2 separate regions of the Gasterosteus aculeatus genome follow, and region 1 is linked to region 2. A link is a contact called in public Hi-C data. All regions are on one chromosome and are shown on one strand. Each heading gives the region's core, a stretch centred on a gene start, on an enhancer-like site or on the middle of the called end of the contact. The rest is flanking DNA. Distances are from core to core; before and after follow the strand shown. Region 1 has its middle 12 kb from the start of LOC120832077. Region 2 holds the start of LOC120832182 (T-box-containing protein TBX6L).

Region 1 (3,447 bases), core at 550-3,049, 130 kb before region 2:
GAACGATGGCATCACCATATTAACCTCAGTATGCAGTCAAGAAAAGCTTTAGTTTAGAAGTATGAGTGACTCAGAAAGTAGACTAATTGAATTGGAGTCCGTGGGAAAATGTTTCTACCTCTAGGTTGAGTTTAGGTGACAATTGCTTCTTTAAAATCAGAATAAAACAATGAAAGAAACATCTGCCTGAAGCGGTTGATTGACAGTTATAGTGGCAGTTGTTGCCTTACATTACAACATTATTATTATATAATTTAAAGACAAAGTATAATTTTTCTTCTAACGTTAACCATGTGGTGATTCATTGCTGATATGAAATGTATTGATGAAAGAAATTAGATTTAAAAGACACGGACATCATAGCTTTTGACAAAACAATAACAGACTTTTTTTTTAATGGTAAATAGAGTATGTGAGGTTATAAACAAGCTATCTAGAGAATTCTGAGAGATTGAATGAAAGAAAACAACAACACTGCACATTGTCCAGCCTGTGACAGAGATTAAAGAACAACTACGTGTGAGCCACAAATTGGCGCGCAAAGCATTGGAAAAGCAATTAACTCAGCAGTAAGGCAACATCACAGGGGAGTGAAAGAAGTGACACATGCCTAAACTTAAAGCTTCAAAAACAGTTATTTTTAACTGTTTCTTCATTATCTTTCATCAGATTTAAAAGAGATTGATGAACACTTTGTACGTGAGGGTCCCGAGACAGAGAATGTAATATGCCGTACTGATTCTAAAGCCTTCTGAGGCAAATTAGGGATATAAGATTTGGGGTTATCAAATGAATTTTAATTTATTGAACTGACAAACAATCAAATGATTTGCAACCTTGTGAATCATACAGTACTGTATCTGCAGCAAGGGAAGAAGGTTGTGGGTGAAGAATTCGAAAAAAAGGAGACGCTGCAAGCTAAAGACAAATTGGTTTTGTGATCAAGAGCGGTCTAATCCCATTTCCATTTCACCTGCAAAATGGTTCACACAAGCACAGCACATTTTTTAAATAATATGCAGCTTGCAATGTTTATTCATACAGTGAAGTATAAAGTGTTTTTTATTTGCGTGCTTCAAAGCAAATGCTGCTTTGCTTGTGTGTTTCTTACATATTACGAGGCTTTAGGGAGCAGATGATACTGGATTTTAGTTACAAAACTTTGATGGAGAGGCTAAACGTCCAATCTTTAATATTTTCAAAGTAGAATTCAACCCTGCGAGAGTCTTCGCTCACTTCAGAGAAACCAGCACCGAGGATTTACAACATGTGGACAGACCTAGTTTGCCTGTAGTTTAGAGTCCGAGAAAATGGAAACGGTTGAGGGCGAGAGGGTTTACTGCCATTGTTGGATTAGCAGATTCAGTAATAGATTCAATTTGATGAATTCCACTTACACTGCGGCACAGTCGATATGCAATCAGAGTGTAATCAGTAAATAAAATGGATATCCACCTAATAAGCAGCATCATCCCACGCGGTGTTTGTGCACTTGTTATTTAACAATACTGCTTTGTTACCAACACGGATGGTTACAACCAATCAGTTGTGCCAACGAGGGGGGCGTTATTAGATGTGGCTCTGAAAGCACCAACGCCCTTGCCCCCCCCCCCCCCCCCCCCCCTTGCCCCCCCTCCCTCCCGTAACCAACGGGCTCCAAAAACAGCGAGACAGAAGAGGGGTCACACGAGAAGAAACAAGCAGAGGCTGTTATTGCACCACTGGGGGGAGGGGGGGGACATCAGTCAGAGGCAGTAACGTTCATTGAAGGATTATGCAGTATGCCTGAGTACACACGGGCACGTGTACAGTCACAGCCGTCTGCGCTCACACACACACAGACACACACACACCGTATCACTCAGGAGGATAGATCCTGACAAGCATATCTTCAGCCTCTTAACTCTCCAGAACTCTGCTAATAACTGGAAATGAATACTTGATTGGAAAATAACTAACCCAAACTGCATGACCCCCTTGAGATATCAAAAAGGGGGAATTTCCTGCAGCCAAGGGTTTTATTATATATTATTTAACGAGAGACCTGAAAATACCGTGGCAGCATTGGCCTCTCTGACTTGCCAGTACATGTCTGTCGAGTCAAGTGTGAGAAGGGTGGGTCAAAACAACATAAGCCTTAAATGTCATGAGTTATTTTGAATAACAAATTTTTTCTCATACCTAACCAGTTTAACATAGACTCACAGTGCTGCATCATAGTTTAATGCATAGGACTATCCGTGGAAACAGTTGCACCCACGTATGCAGTTTGTTTTACATCCCACACATCCTCAATGACGGCAGCCTTCTCTGATTCCTTCTCATGTTGCCATTTGATAAAGGCCAAATACAGCAGGAACTAAAAGACTGTTGTTTTCAGTCATTTAGAGGAGACTATGCTTTTGTCTTGTCGCGTCTCGACACGTGGGAGTTGGTTATGTCATTGCCTGCGAAATGGCTTCAAAACTACAGTGACTAGAGGATCTTGCTAGGTGCCACAATGAGATGCCGTATATCACCGACCTCCTCCCTTCTGTAACAAGTGCAAAGTGAAATCAATATTTTAATGCTGAACAGAATAAGGCTGGTCTAATGGAAGGGTAGAAACTGACATGAACCCTGAACCCTTAAGTACGGCTTACGTGTCGGTCGAACTGTAATTGAAAACGATGAGAGGTGGATTGGGACAGAGGGTTAGGGTTATATATATATGGTTATATATATATGGTTGAAATCTATTATTTCAACCATAATTCAGAAATACTATTGCGTATAGTAATGCATTTCATAACATCAAAAATGATCACCACTCTTTATTCATATCCGTAAAACAAAATCTTTGAAAACAACCATTAGCTGAAAAACAGAATTTTATCAAATATTCTGAATATCTTATGATCATATCCAGACAATAGTGTTTGGATATAACTCAAGCTCAATTTGTTGTTCTTGCAAACAAAGCCTGTTGAAGCAAAAGTTCATTAATATACACAAAACTGTGAGATAAGCTTGAATGAAATAACGGAAAGACCTCGATTTCTTCTTGAGTGCTGAGATCAAAATCACAATCCCACATGGTTGGTTCAGTCATTGTTATCTGTGCAGCTGGTGGTTATTCATTTAGATCAATAGCGCGTTCTCCCACACACAGCCGACTGTGAGTTGTGAGACTTCTGCTAGCTGCTGAAGACCGGACAGATTGCTTGGTGTTTCCAGTTATGGACCGGACAGTTTCTGTCATCCCTAAATTCGAATGTCCAAAAGCCTCCAAACTAAGCCGAGGCAAAAAGTGGAGGCCAAAGCATCGAGACAAACCGACAGACGGCAACACTTCCACTGCTCCACAGAGATAAGGTTGGTGTACCATCTGCATGACCACATCTAACAGGTCAGACCACAATTACTGATAAGCCGACCCCAATCGTGTTGTGTCCAGGGTTTGAAAAG
Region 2 (3,488 bases), core at 373-2,872:
TAGAATTGAAATAAAATGGATTTTTCCTCCACACACTACGAAACACGCCTTTCCTTCCTCTGTATTTAAAATGACCTGCTTTGGCGGTACGTCAGATTCCACCCACTCAGCCACCTCATCCGAAGCGGTGAACAGATCACAGAGCCGCGTCCCCAAACAACCACCAGGGTTATGCACTGCATCTTCCACATGCAGCTTAGGTTACCTTTTCGAAAAAGTGGAAACCACAACATTTCCTGCACCATGGGTTATTTTTTTTGCAGCATATCCGATGCATTACAGAAACACTATAGCAAACAAATGTAATGCAGGAGAAATGCTACAAACATCTAACACAAACAAATGGGACATGCATGCATGCATGCACTGCAGTTTACTCTTCCGTTGGATTTGTCACTGGCTAAAACTGAGATGCAAATTACCCAAAATCCAATGCAAACGTCGACTGTATTTCATTTGCATTCCCATTATAGCACTGCCCAATCATGCCGAAACACCATTAGCTGAGGCAGATGGTACTGATATATTCTTCTACACAGACTTGACTTTGTATAGTTGCAGATGTGACACATGCCGCAGGCAGCAATAGACTGGAATCCATCTTTAAACCAGAAGTTGATTTAAACAGAGAATATGTCAACATGCGCTGACACATTTCGTAAAGTTCTAACAAAGGCTGCGTGTGCTGTGAAATCAGCAGAGATCAGCTAAATACTATGAAAATACTCTACAGTACATCCTCAACCACTTTACCATTACATAATCAGAAGGGAAAAAAGAGTTACTGTAGAGTAGTTAATAGAAAACGGTCAATAAAGCCAAGTAGGAATGAAATAGAATCATAATAAAATTGAAAAACATTCATCACCTTAAATGAGGTGTCTGGTCATTCTGAAGGCTGAGTTTCTCCTCACAAATCTCAGCTCACTGAGGGACGAGAAATATCAATGCTGTTACAGATTCCTTTTGATTTATATTCTTTGGTAAATTGATGGTTCAGAACAGCTCATCTGAAACCTTGATGCAATACGTTTGATTTATTGAAGTAAGTAGAAATAATTTACAACACCTTTTTCTTTTTATCTTACGAATGTCAAAGTTGTAACCACCCATCTAGTTTTTGTTCCACTGTCAGACTGTATCATTTATTCTGTATTCACATGTTCCAGCTCATCATTGAAGCAGTAGGATCTTTACACTGATGGTATCTCAATAACCTCACAAATGTATGTATTATATGACTGAACCTTTCCATGAAGCAGGAGGATGGAACATGTTTGGTGCAATAAAATCCATTTAGTATTAAACAAACAAGTTGCTTTGAATTCCTTAAATATCCTCTAAAGTCCTGAACTGCTTCCTCCCGTCAGTCATGCATATAAACGGGCTGCTAACTTCTTGCTCCAGCAAAGAGCCCCCGCCTCCCCCCCTCCCTCCCACACCTCCCAGGGTGGAAGTAACACGGGGTGGAGGGCCGGGCCCAAATGCCCCCACAGGATTACCAGCATTGTTTAAGGCTTCACTGCAACTCCCAATCACCTCTGCAATCTTGTGATCTCTTCTCAATACACAACCAGAGCTGCCAGGAAGGGACATGTCTGCCTGCCCCCCCCCCCCCCCCCCCCCCCTCCCCCCAGAGGCACCTTGGAATTCTACTCACTGTCCCTCAACTTGGACTGAAGGAGAGAGAATCTTGTATGCTTCTCAGGCCTAACACACACACACACACAGAATATGAGTGCACCAGAATCCGGTGGCGGGTGGTTTACTCTCTTTCATCAGTATCTGCAAAATTATTTACGACCCATCATTAAGTTTGTATTCTAACCCCTCAATGTCTTGTTCAGAAGATAACAACAGCCAAGCCAAACAGACAGTAAATCAAGAATAGTCACACGCAGGGATTGTATGTATTTATCTCTCCATGGCACTTTTATGGAGTTATCTTTTCATATTATTTTTTTTAAAGACATGCTTAGAATAAAACCCAAACGCCTTTCTTCATGGCTATTTCTGTAAGCGTACATTCCGATACCAGGGAAATTGAACAAGATCAGGTAACACTCTCACCTGGCCCCCATTCCCCTCCATCTACCCTCCCCTCCGCTGTCCAGACTCCGCCCTTTCTGTGATGACCAATCGAGTTCAGCAGGATAGAGACCCATCTGAGAACATCTGAAAGCAGCACTTTGTCTCAAGGCGGCGTTGGTGTCGATAACAGGCAGACAAAGTAACAAGCAACACGTTTCTGGTAAGTTTTGTGGAATCAGATCTGACTGTGCTGTATGACAACAATGTGAAATGGAATGCAGCGGTTTGTTCTCACACGAACCACCGTGAATTGAAAAGTTATTTTTATTTATTTTACTTTGCTTTCAATTGAAATGCAATTGATTACAGGGTGTGACTGTATTCAATAACCCCTGATGACTTTTCTATGAATCAGCCACATGTTTTATAAACACATCCGATTTTGCAGAGTTGTTCACATGCGTGTTTTCCCTACAGAACAAATCAAGTCTGAGGATGACCCGGTCCCCCCCAGCAGCTGACTCGTACCAGCAGGACTCCATCAGGATGACTCTCGAGAACGCTGATCTCTGGAAGTCCTTCCATACTTTTGGAACAGAGATGATTATTACAAAGCATGGAAGGTACCAATCCTGCCCAACAAATTCTACTTCTCTCCTTTCTGCCAATAGTGATCGTGTCATTTATCACCTTGTCTGTAACACATTGTCCTATGCTAAAAGATGCTGCGCTAAAAGAGCAAAGGAGTTGCACATATTTTTACACAACTCTTGTGTTTTGCTTCAGGAGGATGTTTCCCCACTGCAGCATCAGTCTATCTGGGCTCCAACCTTTCGCTAATTACGTCGTCATGATAGACATGGTCCCCGCAGACGGCTTCAAATACAAGGTAAGCGCATACTGTTTAGCGCTGGAGTTGATCATTTGGTGGATGAAAAAACAGCAGAATGCAACAAAAAAAAACGCAACAGTCTGCGGCCAGACGCGGGTCTGCCCACTTTGAGCCGCTCACGGCCGCATTTCAAAGCCTTTCATTGCTTCCTGTTTGTGCAGTCCCGGCTGGAAGCCCCATCAATTAGCATCCCTCCTTATTCACATATCGTTGAATGAGTAGCAGTCGGCCCATTCATACATCCAACGACTCTTGCACCAACTGCTGAGGCCCATTTGGTCACAGATATCGCTTTGGGCACACACTTGAAACAAAGAGGTACATAATAAAGGGAAAGGACTTTAGAAGAGCTTTGAGAGACTTTGGTTTCATGGGTGGGGGGGTGAATTTGTTGAAACAGGGATAGTTTATTATTACCCCTTAATAAAACATTCTAAACACAATGCACCCCCTCTCTGAATTGTATTGTTAAAAAAAAGAAGAAAAAATAAACGTATTTCATGCTTCGGCGAGACTTCTGATTAATCAGACATGCCCTGAGGTGTGATGCTTGATGACTTTGCAT

What was found. A called contact is a pair of places that touch in the nucleus more often than the background predicts.
Region 1: a contact with region 2 is called in a Hi-C map of tail fin, with 7 times the contacts expected there. The contact joins the enhancer-like site here to the promoter of LOC120832182 in region 2. A contact is called at or near these places in 3 of 6 Hi-C or Micro-C datasets (skeletal muscle, tail fin and whole body).

Annotation. Positions count from the first base shown.
Region 1 is chr14:10,261,488-10,264,934 of fGasAcu3.hap1.1, reverse strand. No RefSeq gene overlaps it. Among protein-coding and RNA genes, the nearest start is that of LOC120832077, 12 kb to the left of the region's middle. Within about 2 kb of position 1,799, at least 2 of the 9 cell types and tissues checked have open chromatin away from gene starts, as enhancers often do.
Region 2 is chr14:10,132,586-10,136,073 of fGasAcu3.hap1.1, reverse strand. LOC120832182 (T-box-containing protein TBX6L) reads left to right here and starts at 1,622. Exons shown (of 9, transcript XM_078088436.1): 1 at 1,622-1,695; 2 at 2,115-2,654; 3 at 2,818-2,920. The coding sequence starts at 2,527.